Linked DNA regions of Sus scrofa: region 1 is linked to region 2. The links are chromatin contacts, called in public HiChIP or PLAC-seq maps. All regions are on one chromosome and are shown on one strand. The core of a region is the stretch at or near the end of the contact, and the rest is flanking DNA. Distances in the headings are between cores, read along the strand shown. Region 1 has its middle 140 kb from the start of RPS12. Region 2 has its middle 260 kb from the start of TCF21.

Region 1 (6,601 bases), core at 1,180-3,679, 540 kb after region 2:
CAAGGTGGATCTAGGTATGAGGTTTTTTTCTCTTCAGGGTAATTCTCTTCTACTCTTTGCAGTGCCCCTTAGCCTATTATGCAAACAGGTGCTGTCCTTTGGCGCCCCCTGGTGATGGCTGGGGCTTTTACATGCACCTTCCCCCACGTGGCCCTAGAAGATAAAAATGCCAACTCTGGGAACCTTCCCCAGTAGAACACAGTTTGCTGCTCACCAGGGGGAAAAGCAATCCAAAAACTCATTACTGTCACTTTATAGCTTTAACACACTGCTTTCTTGAGACTTAAGGGACTATGCAGATTTTATTTAAGTAGCATTAATCAGACGCTCTATTGGCATAAATATTATCAACTCCTAGCCTGTTCCAAATTGAAGGATTTAGAAACAATAAGGACTTCTACTTTCATTATTGTGAGGAAACAGACCAGTAAAATAAGAAGTATTTAAGTGTTTAAGAGAGGCCAAGTGTTTCCTTTGCACATGACTAATTTAAATTACCAGAAATATCAGAGAACGTATGCTCTGGTGTTTCCTAAATGGGAAAGCACTAGGAGTTTATTGAGCCTTTTCCCATACCTTTCCTTCAATTTAAAAATCATTTACAGGAAAACTCTGTGAGTCGAAAGTCAGTTAAGATGAAAAAGTAAAGAAAATCATTTTTGTTGTTTGTTGTTATGGAAAGACAGATAACTATATTTTAAGTATCATGAACCACTGGGAATTAGATTCTACTCTCAATCATGACAATTTACAGTTAGATTATATTTGCCTTAATCGTGTCAGTCCCACTTTTTCTTGTTTATAATTATATTCTGTTCCTTTCACTTTGAGGCTCTGTTGAACATAGTAAAAAGATGTCTTTGATTTAGTGTAAAAGCAGATACATCTTTCATTTAAATGCCAAACGTTGTGACTATCCAAAGAAATTAACCAAATACAATGTGAAGGAAAAAAGACAAAACTCAGAAAACTTTAATTATTCTATGTTGACTACAGTGACTTTACCATGGGCTACTAATGCTAAGCCCTTTCAAGGCCGATTCATTTTCATGCATCCAGTTCAATGTGATTATAACAACTATGACTGCTTCCAGGTAGGGTTAAAAAAAAAAAAAATAGTCACAGGAAAGAGAAAAGTCAATATTCCCTAAAGGAGAAAAACATTTCTTTGCCATGCTTACTTGACTCCTTCTGGCAAAAGGCTGTTAGCAGTTGTACCACACAGTTCAACCAGAACGTGTCTCCAGAAAGAAAAAAAAGAAAAAAGAAAGAAAAAAAGAAAGAAAGAAAGAAAGAAATATAATTGCATCTCAGAGATTTGGTTTGGAAAATCTGCTTTTGTTTCCAATGCCTCCTCTCTTCTCAACCACGTTTATAAGCATTTTCCAAGCTCTTTACGAGCATTTTGCCTGCCTCTCCACACTCCTAAATATCACCCTCCGCTCCCTCCAGCCAGCCGCGTTTTTCACTCTTGGCCAAGGAATAAAACATTGGTTCACCTCAAAGGCTGCCATTAAATTTACCTCATTTATTGACCAGCAGGAGGTGCACCCACCCTCACCCACCCTACCAGGGTCAACGTTAACTATAATTCCGTGGAGCTCAGTGGCGCCCCAGACTGCTACCCTGTTTAATGACTGTTGGGCCCCCTGGGCCAGGTAAATTCTCCTGTTGACATATTGGTGGCAATGCCCTGGGAACACCTTTGATCCATCAGTATGCTCTCTCCATTCTGGATGAATTTAACTGTGTGTTGATTAAAAATAACCAGCTATGGAGACACGAAGGAAGCAAATGGAGCTCCTACTGGAAGAATAAGCCATTTATGCTTCTCTGCAGTAGATACTGGGGCCTATGAGGACATCAAATTTAAGAAAAATAAGGCCTTGAGAGCTCTGCTCTCTGGATAGAAGAACCACCGGTCCTCTGTTGCCCTTGAGATGGGCAGCAGGAATTACCCATGAACCTGCCATCTCACTGCAAGGCACACTTTCACTGCGGAGGGAGCTCGGGGCCTGGGTTTCCATGCTTTTCTTCATCATCACTCTGCCATTCTGTAAAAATGCGAGATATCTCAGCGCAGTGACTGTGCTTAAAACAACCCAGAGTGCTTAGATAGACCATGAGAGAGTAATGGTGCCTGTAGGATCTGCTTATATTTTTCAACTGGCTGATAAAAATCATATTCATTATAAAGGGAGAGGGAATTTCCTTTTCTTTGTGAAAGTAAGTGCATGAACCTGTGCCAGATGAGAAAGCCTAGAAGTCAGAACGGTTGCTTTGTCCATAGACTGTCAGAGGCTCTCAGGCCATGGGCCCTTCTCTGCTCCCATTTTACCCTGCAAGCCTGCCTCCCTCAGCCCTGACCCCAAGTGACCAGGTTAGATGGTCAGGGATCTCAAGTCTGAATGCTGATTCAGGCCCTTCTCTCTTTGCTGCCAATAATAGTTCGTCTCGGTGCCAGATTTCGTGGTGGTTTCTTATGATGTGGATACCTGTCCAGCAGGGATTGGACTGTGACCACAAGCCATTTTTTCTTAAGCCACAGAATAACTGTCAGATGGTAACTGCTGATAGTTACTACTTGCCAGGCTCAGCTGCCTCCAAGTCAGAGACTCTCACATCCCATAGTAAGGCCACCGAACTGACCTACTCCTCAGTGAAACAAATTTTGTCAGGTATAAAACGTCCCGAGGGTAATGATTTGGTGCTTAATCTTCAGTTCCTCAAAAACAAACAAACAAAAGAGACAGAACAACATTAAAAACAAACAAAAGACTCCTGCTCTTTTTCCCCTTACAGTCGGTTGGTTCTTCTTACTCTTGTATTCACGATTTTTCTGCTTTATTGCCCTTAATGTATTTTAGTATAAATCACACCAGTTTTGGGGGGTCATCAATGAAGACTCAATTTTTTAAAATACAAGTTACATGTATGTATTGCGTTCCCCTGAGAATTAAGAATCCTTTGGAAATGTGTTTCTTACAGCCTCTTTCTTTTGTAGGCAGAATCCCATTTTGCTCTCATTTTATAGACGAGGAGTCTAGACACCTCCTCTCCAGGAGTAGAAAGTTCATACCAGGAGTACAGGGTAGAAGCAAGCAAACACAATCAGAAAGATAATTCATTGTTATTAATGGTTTCATGATATGTTGAGGTCTCTAGTCTTAAACTGAGTCTGGCAAACTTGAACGATGAATCTCTGGCGAAGTGTTAACATAGACAGACTGAAGTCTACTCTAGGGAATGCTGACTTCCTGGAGTAATTTGCCTAGAAATTCCAGACTGTACTGATGTCTTTTTGTTTCACTCTTCACAAGCTAATAGCATTGTTGTGCATGCTTGTGCCTGAAAAACATTATTCCTTAAACCATGAAGGAGTTGTAAGCTCTCAGCAGTAAAAATATTTCAAATAGTGAATCAAACATATATACATAAATATAATTACATAGATAGATAGATGGATGGATGGATGGATGGATGGATGTGTGGGAGTACACGTGTTTGTGTGAAGGAAAACAGTCAAAAGTGTTTGTAATCGAGTGATTGATTCTTCACATTCGGGCTTAAAGACTAAAAGAACACTCATTGGGGAAAGTAAATGAAGCTCTCCCAAAGTGAGAAGATAATTAACAATCTAGAAGCTATTATACATCTTTTGACTAAAATTGGTAGTCTTTCCTGAAATAAAAGGTATGAACATTTTTATTAGAATAAGCTTGACTCCCTACGATTTTTCACTCAGAAGCACAATAGGCAATTTTAAAATTTTTTGTAAATAAGCTTGTCTTCCTGAGTTTGTAGGAAATGAGACTTTAGAACCTTAGAACTGAGACATCTTGGGCTTCCTGTGGATTGACTCATTCCTCATACAGAAGAGGACAATGAGGCCCAGGGAGATCAAGGGAACACCCCAAGGTCATGCAATTTGAGTCAAGACCTTGCAGGTGACGCTGGACTTCAAGCCCTGCGTTCTTCCCTCACTATTTCAACTATATCATCAATACCAAGATATGGGATTTGTCTGTACCTGTATGACACTGATCTGGCCTCGATTCTTGCTTCTTACTCCCTTCCGGAAAATCCTTAAAGAAAATTATGTTCAAGCCCACTGGCTCCATAGACTTCCAACCTTATTCTCCAAACTATCAGCTACAATGTCTACTAAATACTAAAACTGTCTTCCAAATAGACACCCACCAAAGTTCTTCCCAGTTCTAAACCTAATAATGTAAATTTCACCTGCAAACATGGAGGAACACAACAGGGCAGTAGATCAAGATGCCATGAATCAAACTAGAGAATAATCCAAACTTTCTTGTATGTTCAAGGAAAGGATAGGTTCCAAATATTCTCCCTTGATCCTCCTCTAGCTTACCAAAAGTGTCTTGGAAATTAGTGATTTAGAATGAAATACAACCAGTTTCTGATAATCGTCTCAATTGCTATGTTTCCTTGGACACATTTTCAAAGTACTTGAATGAAGCCCCACATGCAAATTATCTTCCCTGAAAAGAAGGCCTTTGTTGGCAATTTGGCTGTTCAGTTTTTGTGGCAATGGCATGGAGACACAATGTATTTTTAACATTCTTGTTTTGTTCTTGTCTTAACTGACACTAGTAATTTAAGAAATGCTGAGGGCGTTACTGAATATAAATTTGAAGAAAAATAGCTCTTCAAACTATATTGTTAGAAGTAGGATGATTATTCCATCAAAGATGAATCAGAAAGTTTAGATTATGTATGTTGGCATATACCCTCCTGAAAACGGACCCTTCCCATGATCCTTTCCTCATGATGTGGCATCCACAAGAATCACACTGCAATTTGCAACCAATTGGGCTCTGAATGACAGAAATCTGCCCTACACTCATTCAAAAGCTCTTTTTATAGAATTATTGGATTTCTGAGATAGAGATGATGATACATGGAATATATCATTTTGCAGAAGAGGAAACATGTCCTGAGAGCAAAGATTTGCCTGAAGTTCTAGAATATGTTAAAGCTTTATTTCAAAACCCAGATTCTGAAACCTTAGCCAAGAAACCATGACTCTTACTCTTAAAAATGGTTAACACAATGTCTCATACTCAAGTTTTCTTCAATGTTTATATATAGGAATCCATTCTTAAATTCTTTTTTTATTCTTAAATTCTTTACTGTCCTTTTTTCTTTCCCTTTCTTTCATTCCTTCCTTCCTTTTAAAAATAAATATTCTTTTACCACATGTTCATCATTGTGAGGAACTCTGGGGTACAAAGATAGAATATGGCCCACGATTCAAACAGCTCATCTGTAGAGAAGACCAACATGGTAACCAATGGATTCAAACTCTTTAATGTGGCTTATGGTCATCTTCTGTCTACCCCAACCCCTCTCTAGCTACTCTCCATCTTGCTGTCTATATCCAGACTTACTAGATTTGGGGGGCTCACCGTGTGGATAGCTCACGTCTATATATCCACTTCCTGAAACATTGCCTCCCCCCTACCTTCCCCATTTGGCTGGCGCCATGTCATCCTTCAGATTTCAGTGTAAATATTTGTTCTCAGGGAGTTCTTCCTTGGACCACATCCTCGTGGATGCTGGTCAGATTTGTTTCTGCTGAGCCATGATGGGAACTCCTGTTTTGTTTTTTTTTTTTTTTCTTTTTTTTTTTTTTTTTTTTTTTGGTCTTTTTGTCTTTGTAGGGCCGCGCCTGCGGCACATGGAGGTTCCCAGGCTAGGGTCAAATCGGACCTGTAGCCACTGGCCTACGCCAGAGCCACAGCAACTGGGATCCAAGCTGTGTCTGCAACCTACACCACAGCTCACAGCAAAGCTGGATTCTTAACCCTCGCATTGCTCAATGGTTTAAGGATCTGGTGTTGCCACGAGCTGTGGTGTAGGTCAGAGTCATGGCTCAGATCTGGCATTGCCGTGGCTGTGGTGTAGGCAGTGACTACAGTTCTGATTTGACTCCTAGGCTGGGAATCTCCATATGCCTCGGGGGCGACCCTAAAAAGCCAAAAAAAAAAAAGGGGAATGAAACAAAAGATTCATGAATAGTGGGAAAGTAAAATTAAAAAACTAAAAAAGATCTAAAAAGGCGGTTATTCTTTTGGACACCAACTATCTACCCCTCAACCTAGAAACTGAAAATGTGATTCATGGCCTGAACCACGCCAGGAAGAAACCCAGAATGGTTATGAACATGATGTTTGCCAATCTATTTGCACAATACACAAAACTAAAAGTTTTGGACTGTAGGAGTGTGAGTCTGATAAACCATTCACCCCAACTCCCTCTACACATAACTCCGAATTACCTGCACTAAATCACATTCCGTTTTGGCAGGCAAACATCTTGGAAATAAAACAGTTTTTAAAAGCACTGATTTTTCCATTAATCTCAAGGCATGAATGGAATTTTTTTTAATGTCAGTCGATGTCCACAGTGGGAATTTAGAGCCACCCACACATTTCCTGTCAATGTATATGTTAAAAGGGATCGACGTGTGCACCCATAAATGTAATAAAATTAATTTTTTAAAAAAGGGGATATATGGATAAATGCCCAATCCAAGAAACTCCACAAAGGGTGAATTCAAAAAACAAAAACA
Region 2 (5,691 bases), core at 2,626-5,125:
AACAGTGTGACACTTACATAAAGACAAACATAGACTAGAACTAGACTAGGCTGGAATAGAATAGGGAACAGACAATATAATAGAGAGCCCATAAGTAAACCGTTGCCTATGTAGTCAAATGATTTTTGACAAGCATGCTGAAGCTATTCAATGGGGGGGAAGAACAATCTCTTCAACAAATGTTATTCAGAAAACTGGGTATCCACATGTAGAAAAATTAAGTTGGGCCCTTATCTCACTTTCTACAAAAACTAAACTGAAATGGATTAAAGACTTAAATGTAAGACTCAAGATGATAAAACTCCTAAAAGAAAACATAAGGTAAAAGCTCCATGACACTGGATCTGGCAATGATTTCTTTGATGTGATACCACGAGCATAGGCAACAAAAATAGAAATAGACAAATGAGACTACATCAAACTTAAAAGCTTTTCTCATCAAAGGGCACAACTGACAAAGTAAAAAGGCAACCTATGGAATAGGATAAAATATTTGCAAATTACACATCTGGTAAGAGTTGATATCCAGGATACATAAAGAACCACAATTCAATGCCAAAAAATTTCAAATAACCCAATTCAAAAATGGGCGAAAGACCTGAATAAACATTTCTCCAAAGGTGCCATACAAATGGTCAGTAAGCATATGGATGAGAAGATGACTCATCATTACTTTTCAATCAATGAAGGAATGCAAGTCAAAAACACACTTAGATATCACCTCACATCCATTAGTATGGCTACTATGCAAATAAACAGAAAATAATGAAAATTATTGGCAATAAAATGTGTCAGCCAGGATGTGGAAAAGTTGGAATCCTTGTGCATTGTTAATGGGAATGTAAAATGGTACAGTCAGTCATTGTAGAAAGCAGTATCAACTTCCCTCAAATATTAAAAATAGAATTACTCTATGATCCTATTTCTGGATACAGATTCAAAAGAATTCAAAGCCAAGTCCTGAAAAAAGATTTGTATATCCATGTTCTTTGTGGCATTATTCCTAACAGCCAAGAGATGGAAGCAATCAATCTGTCCATCATCAGATGAATAAATAAAGTGTGGCACATACATGCAACAGAATATTATGCAGCCTTTAAAAAGAAAGAAATCTTGTTAAATGCTACAACAAGTATGGGTGAGTGTATATGGGTGAACCTTAAGGACATTATACTGAATGAAATAAACCAGTCACAGAAGGATAAATACTATATTATCCCACTCATAGGAAGTATGTAAAGTAATCAAAATCATAGAAACAAATTTAAAGGTGACTGCCAAAGGCTGAAAGGATGGTGGGTAGTTAGTGTTTAATGGGTTGTAGAGTTTCGGTTTTACAAGATGAAAAATGTCAAGAGATCGGTTGCCCATCAATGTGAATATATTCAACTCCACTGAACATTATACCTAAAATGACTAGGATGGTAAACTTAATGCCATGTGGGTTTTTTTTTTTTTTAACTACAATTAAAAAAAAAAAAAAAAAGTTAAAGCGTATTCCTTCTCATCAGTTTCCAAAGTTCAAAAGCACAGCTTTGCTCAGTGAGTTATTTAATCAGTGAAGTCTCCGGTTTTACTAAATACATTAGTGATGACAAAAATGATAGCACAGTATACCACCAAAATTTCACACTTCTGGCCATCTGCGTTTCAGAGTAAGTGAATCTTGAAGACAAATTAACATGTGGCATATAAAAGAAAGGCAGAAAAACTGGGACTCTGCCCAGACCTTCAAAGACCAACACTATCCATTTAGTTCGAAAGCAGTTTTCTTACATATGGGCAGGGTCTTCACATTGCAGGCCAAGTTATTTCTTTATATAAACAATCTCCTGTACTTCCATTCATCCCACGTTCCTCTGTTATAATCATTCAGCCTCAAGCACCGCAATGTGCATGCCTGATTGATTGCATCTCGATCACACTCCTTTCGGATTTGGCTTTCGTACCCAACTTCTTTTTATGTGAGGTAGAAGATAGGTTAGAATAAGCAATAAAATCTAAGTCTTCACAGAGCTAGAGAAGTTGAGTTCTTTTGCCAGGAAGCCTTTGGACAAGCAACTTAGGATACCCTTGGCATTTTAAAATAGATCAGTGGCTGGACCAGCAGCAGCAGCATCTGGGGACCTAGTTAGACATGCACTTTCTCCAGCCTCATCCAGACCCACTGAATCAAAACTCCTAAGGGGGTCCAGCAATCTGCGTTTCAGCGACCCTCCAGGAAATTCTGATGCCCCTGGAATTTGCGATCCACTGCTCTGCGTTACTTACCTCTATGTGACAGAGGATGAATATAACCCAAATTTTAATGGTAAATATGGAAAGAGTAACAGCAGATGGCAGTGTTTGACTATTTCTGCCTTCTTTCTAGGTACGTGTACTCACCATAGAACAAATGCAGTTGCCAGACCTGAAAATGTATCACTGGTTCCCGGCCATTTAATAAAACACAAATTTCCTTGTTATTTTCCTATCTCAAAAAAGAAGGAAAAATTTATTTCTCTGAAAATATAGAAACAAAATCTAAAGATAAAATATACCTTTAGTGCTACGCCAAGACATCAAGATAATAAAGTGCAAGGACTGGAACTTATATGCACAGAGGCAACAGAATCTTCATTCCTTCTGCCCCAACACCCAGCCACTTTTTCCTTTTTTTTTTTCTATTCTATGCAGTCATGACTTTGACCTGTGCAATTTACATATATACATATACATATATGTATCTATACACACACATATACATACCTTTGCAAAAAGATGTTTATTGGCTTGTTCAATGCATTTTAATTTAGAATATTCAAAATAAAATCTGTGATGTAAGTGTCACTACTTCAGTCACCACAAGAATTTTTGTTTTAATTAAATTTTGTTGAATAAAACGATTGAGGAATTTTCATTCTTGGCCAGTGTTCAGGAGGCGTAGATAGTACTAACAGACAGTCCTATAAGAACCTATGTGTGTCCCCCGTGTGGACCCTGAGCTTGAGGATAATTTATATTTTGAAAAGGGGTGACTGCAGTGCCAGTCAGAGTTTTAATCACAGCAAGTACGATGGAGTTGGGAAAGAACTATCACTGCTTTCAGAGATTACAGGACATATGGTTTCACAGCAAGAGATCAAGCTTTCCAAAGTGAATCATTCCTTTTCCCATGATTGGATCCAACACCAGCCACTTTCTGATCATCAGGGCCGGCAGGGATTCCGTCCTGATCTGCCTAGAGCCTTCTAGAAGCCCGCCCTCCCAGTGACCCGACCTGGATCACAGAGACTCTGGCTCACTGCGCTGGGCTTGCGCAAAGGAGACAGTCCTGAGCTCTCACCATGGCCTCGTCCCATTCACTACACTCTTTAAGCACAAAGAGTTTTTTCTTTTAACATTAGTGTACCCTGAAGGGCTTTTCTTGATAAATGGGCTCCTGAATGACAGGTATAATAGCATGCAGTGCCTTCTCAAAGATGAATGACTACTGCCAGTGACAGCAGACACGGTCAGGGCTACCGCTGCCTCTTGCTGGAGCTGTTTTCCATGTTCTTTTATCTCTAACATCAATTTGTTCCTGTCAGCCGTCATAAACTATAGAGGCAGGATTCCATGTACAAAGGCAATGTTTGAACTCCTCGAACGGCGGGCAGGTTAAATATATTTTCCTGATGCCATGTTCCATTAACATGCTGCCGGGAGAGAGAAATCCATCCATCCATGCGTCTTCAGATCCTAATCCTATCTTGTCTCGAGATCACGTTTCATTATTCCCCAAGCCAAGAACACAGGGGGTCCGAGCCCCGGCCAAATCATGTGATTCTGGGACATAGGTTGGGATTATTGAAGATAAACTAGCCCAGCCATGAGGCGTCCTGTAGGAACACATGTGCTGGTTGCATCCATGTCTGCAGCAGCCACCTTCCTGCCAAGACAGAGCGCTGCTCAGCGCATACCTCCCCTCAGCTCTCCTGCAAGTCACAAGCTTGCTTTCTCTGAAAAGCAAAACGCCACGGTGAGAGAGGCCCAGTTCTGCTCAAGATCTACGAGCTGGCAGTTCGTCTGGGGACAGAGGCTGCTTCCAGCTGATGCAGCACCCCAATAATGCCAAGTGGCGACTTCAGTGTCCTCACAGGTGCAAGCTATTTCTTCCTGAATGAATCACCCATCCTCCTCCCTGAGCTACTCATCGTTGCTTACGTCATAAACACACAGAGGCTGCAAAGCCTCACACTTTGCTCCAAACATCTCAGAGGGGCTTTTAGCCTAAGCGTCTCTCTCCTTATATGGTAATAACAGAGCTCTGAACCACTGACAGAGCTGGACCCCATCTTTGAAGGAAAGGAAGTCGGAGGCAGTATGAAGACTGAGAGTAGCTCATAAAAATGTCTTTAAGGCAGGGATGCCCTCACCCCCTTTTGAATGGAGTTACAGGTATGGTTTCACAGGGAACCAGTCATGAGCCTTGGTAACATTGCAGCATTCATGAAGGAAATCCACTTGGGCTTAAGTGGACACTCAAAGTGGCGAAATAATTCTTCCCTAATTTTATCCTTTGATTCACTGCTTCCCTGATGGGAAGGATGGGGGACAGTCTCATCATTTCTTAAAGTGTAGGGTGCATATCTCCTCCCTCAAAATCCTCGGGAGTTCTTGCCAGGAGTTACTTCCTAGCCCTCACCATCCATCGACTGAATCAGAATCACTGAGTTGGGGGCTTCAGGACTCTGGATTTTCATGAGATTCTTGGGTAAACTTTGGGGGCACTAAATTTTGAGAACTGTTTATCCAGGATCTTAAGAGACTTTCAGATGCCTGCTTATAATGGAATGCCTTGGAGAGCTGTGGGGTGCAGTGGGTTCCAACAATGCCTTCCGTTAAACCTTTATGCAGGATTGCCCAAATGTTGCTGGTTGTCCTTACTACGTATCTATCTACCACCAGCATGACAAATCTTTCAGGGGCGATCATCCGAGTCTTTTATTTCCTTTATATTTTCATCAGTGGCAATAGCAATATGACTGCATAAACAAGACATACAGTCTTGTGAAACTAAACACAAAACAAGGCATGCAATAAGTAGAACAAACCCCCCTCCAGTTTCTTTGAATTTATTAAGTTACACTTAAAGGAATACCCCACTGGCATTCACTTGGATACACAATAAATCCTCCCGGATTGCCTAATTTCACTGAAGCCCACAAGGACATGGCAAGGTTGATGAGAGGGCTTAACTGGCTATTGGCAAAGTTCTGTTCAAAGGACAGTGCTTATGAACTGAGCTGAAACCTGGGGTGATCCAGAAGGCGGCTGAGGGCTAGAAAAGATCTTGGAATGTACTAAGTGTTCAATAAATGCCTGCTGCGTGAAAATGAGAATTACGATTACAATGCTTCTCCTTCCCACAGATTTGTAGCCTCCTCCACATCTCTATGCAGTTATTTTATTCTTATTCTCCCGCAGACTTGCCCTAATGATCAGAGCCTAACAAATAACAGTAATGCTTCATTTGAAAACACCCAGGGGTGTTAATTAAGACAAAGGGTTACAATGATTTTTATCAGACATTACTTGCTACCGTTTAGAAAACTGCAAGCATCAGCTCTAAGCAGAAACTCTAAGGCAATGAAGTTTGAAAGAAAATCAAAATGTCCAAACCTCTTCCAACAACTGTCCCGAGAACTTTCACCATTTCTTCTTTCTGCC

What was found. HiChIP or PLAC-seq counts read pairs in DNA pulled down with a chosen protein or histone mark.
Region 1: a contact with region 2 is called in an H3K27ac HiChIP or PLAC-seq map of skeletal muscle. The contact joins two enhancer-like sites. A contact is called at or near these places in 4 of 47 Hi-C or Micro-C datasets (embryonic fibroblasts, psoas muscle and skeletal muscle) and 1 of 2 datasets of contacts at active chromatin or transcription factors (skeletal muscle).

What each region holds. Positions count from the first base shown.
Region 1 is chr1:30,784,637-30,791,237 of Sscrofa11.1, forward strand. No RefSeq gene overlaps it. Among named protein-coding and RNA genes, the nearest start is that of RPS12, 140 kb to the right of the region's middle. Within about 2 kb of position 2,430, at least 1 of the 83 cell types and tissues checked has an H3K27ac peak or open chromatin away from gene starts, as enhancers often do. A contact at or near this core is called in skeletal muscle, where this site is marked.
Region 2 is chr1:30,238,821-30,244,511 of Sscrofa11.1, forward strand. No RefSeq gene overlaps it. Among named protein-coding and RNA genes, the nearest start is that of TCF21, 260 kb to the left of the region's middle. Within about 2 kb of position 3,876, at least 4 of the 83 cell types and tissues checked have an H3K27ac peak or open chromatin away from gene starts, as enhancers often do. A contact at or near this core is called in skeletal muscle, where this site is marked.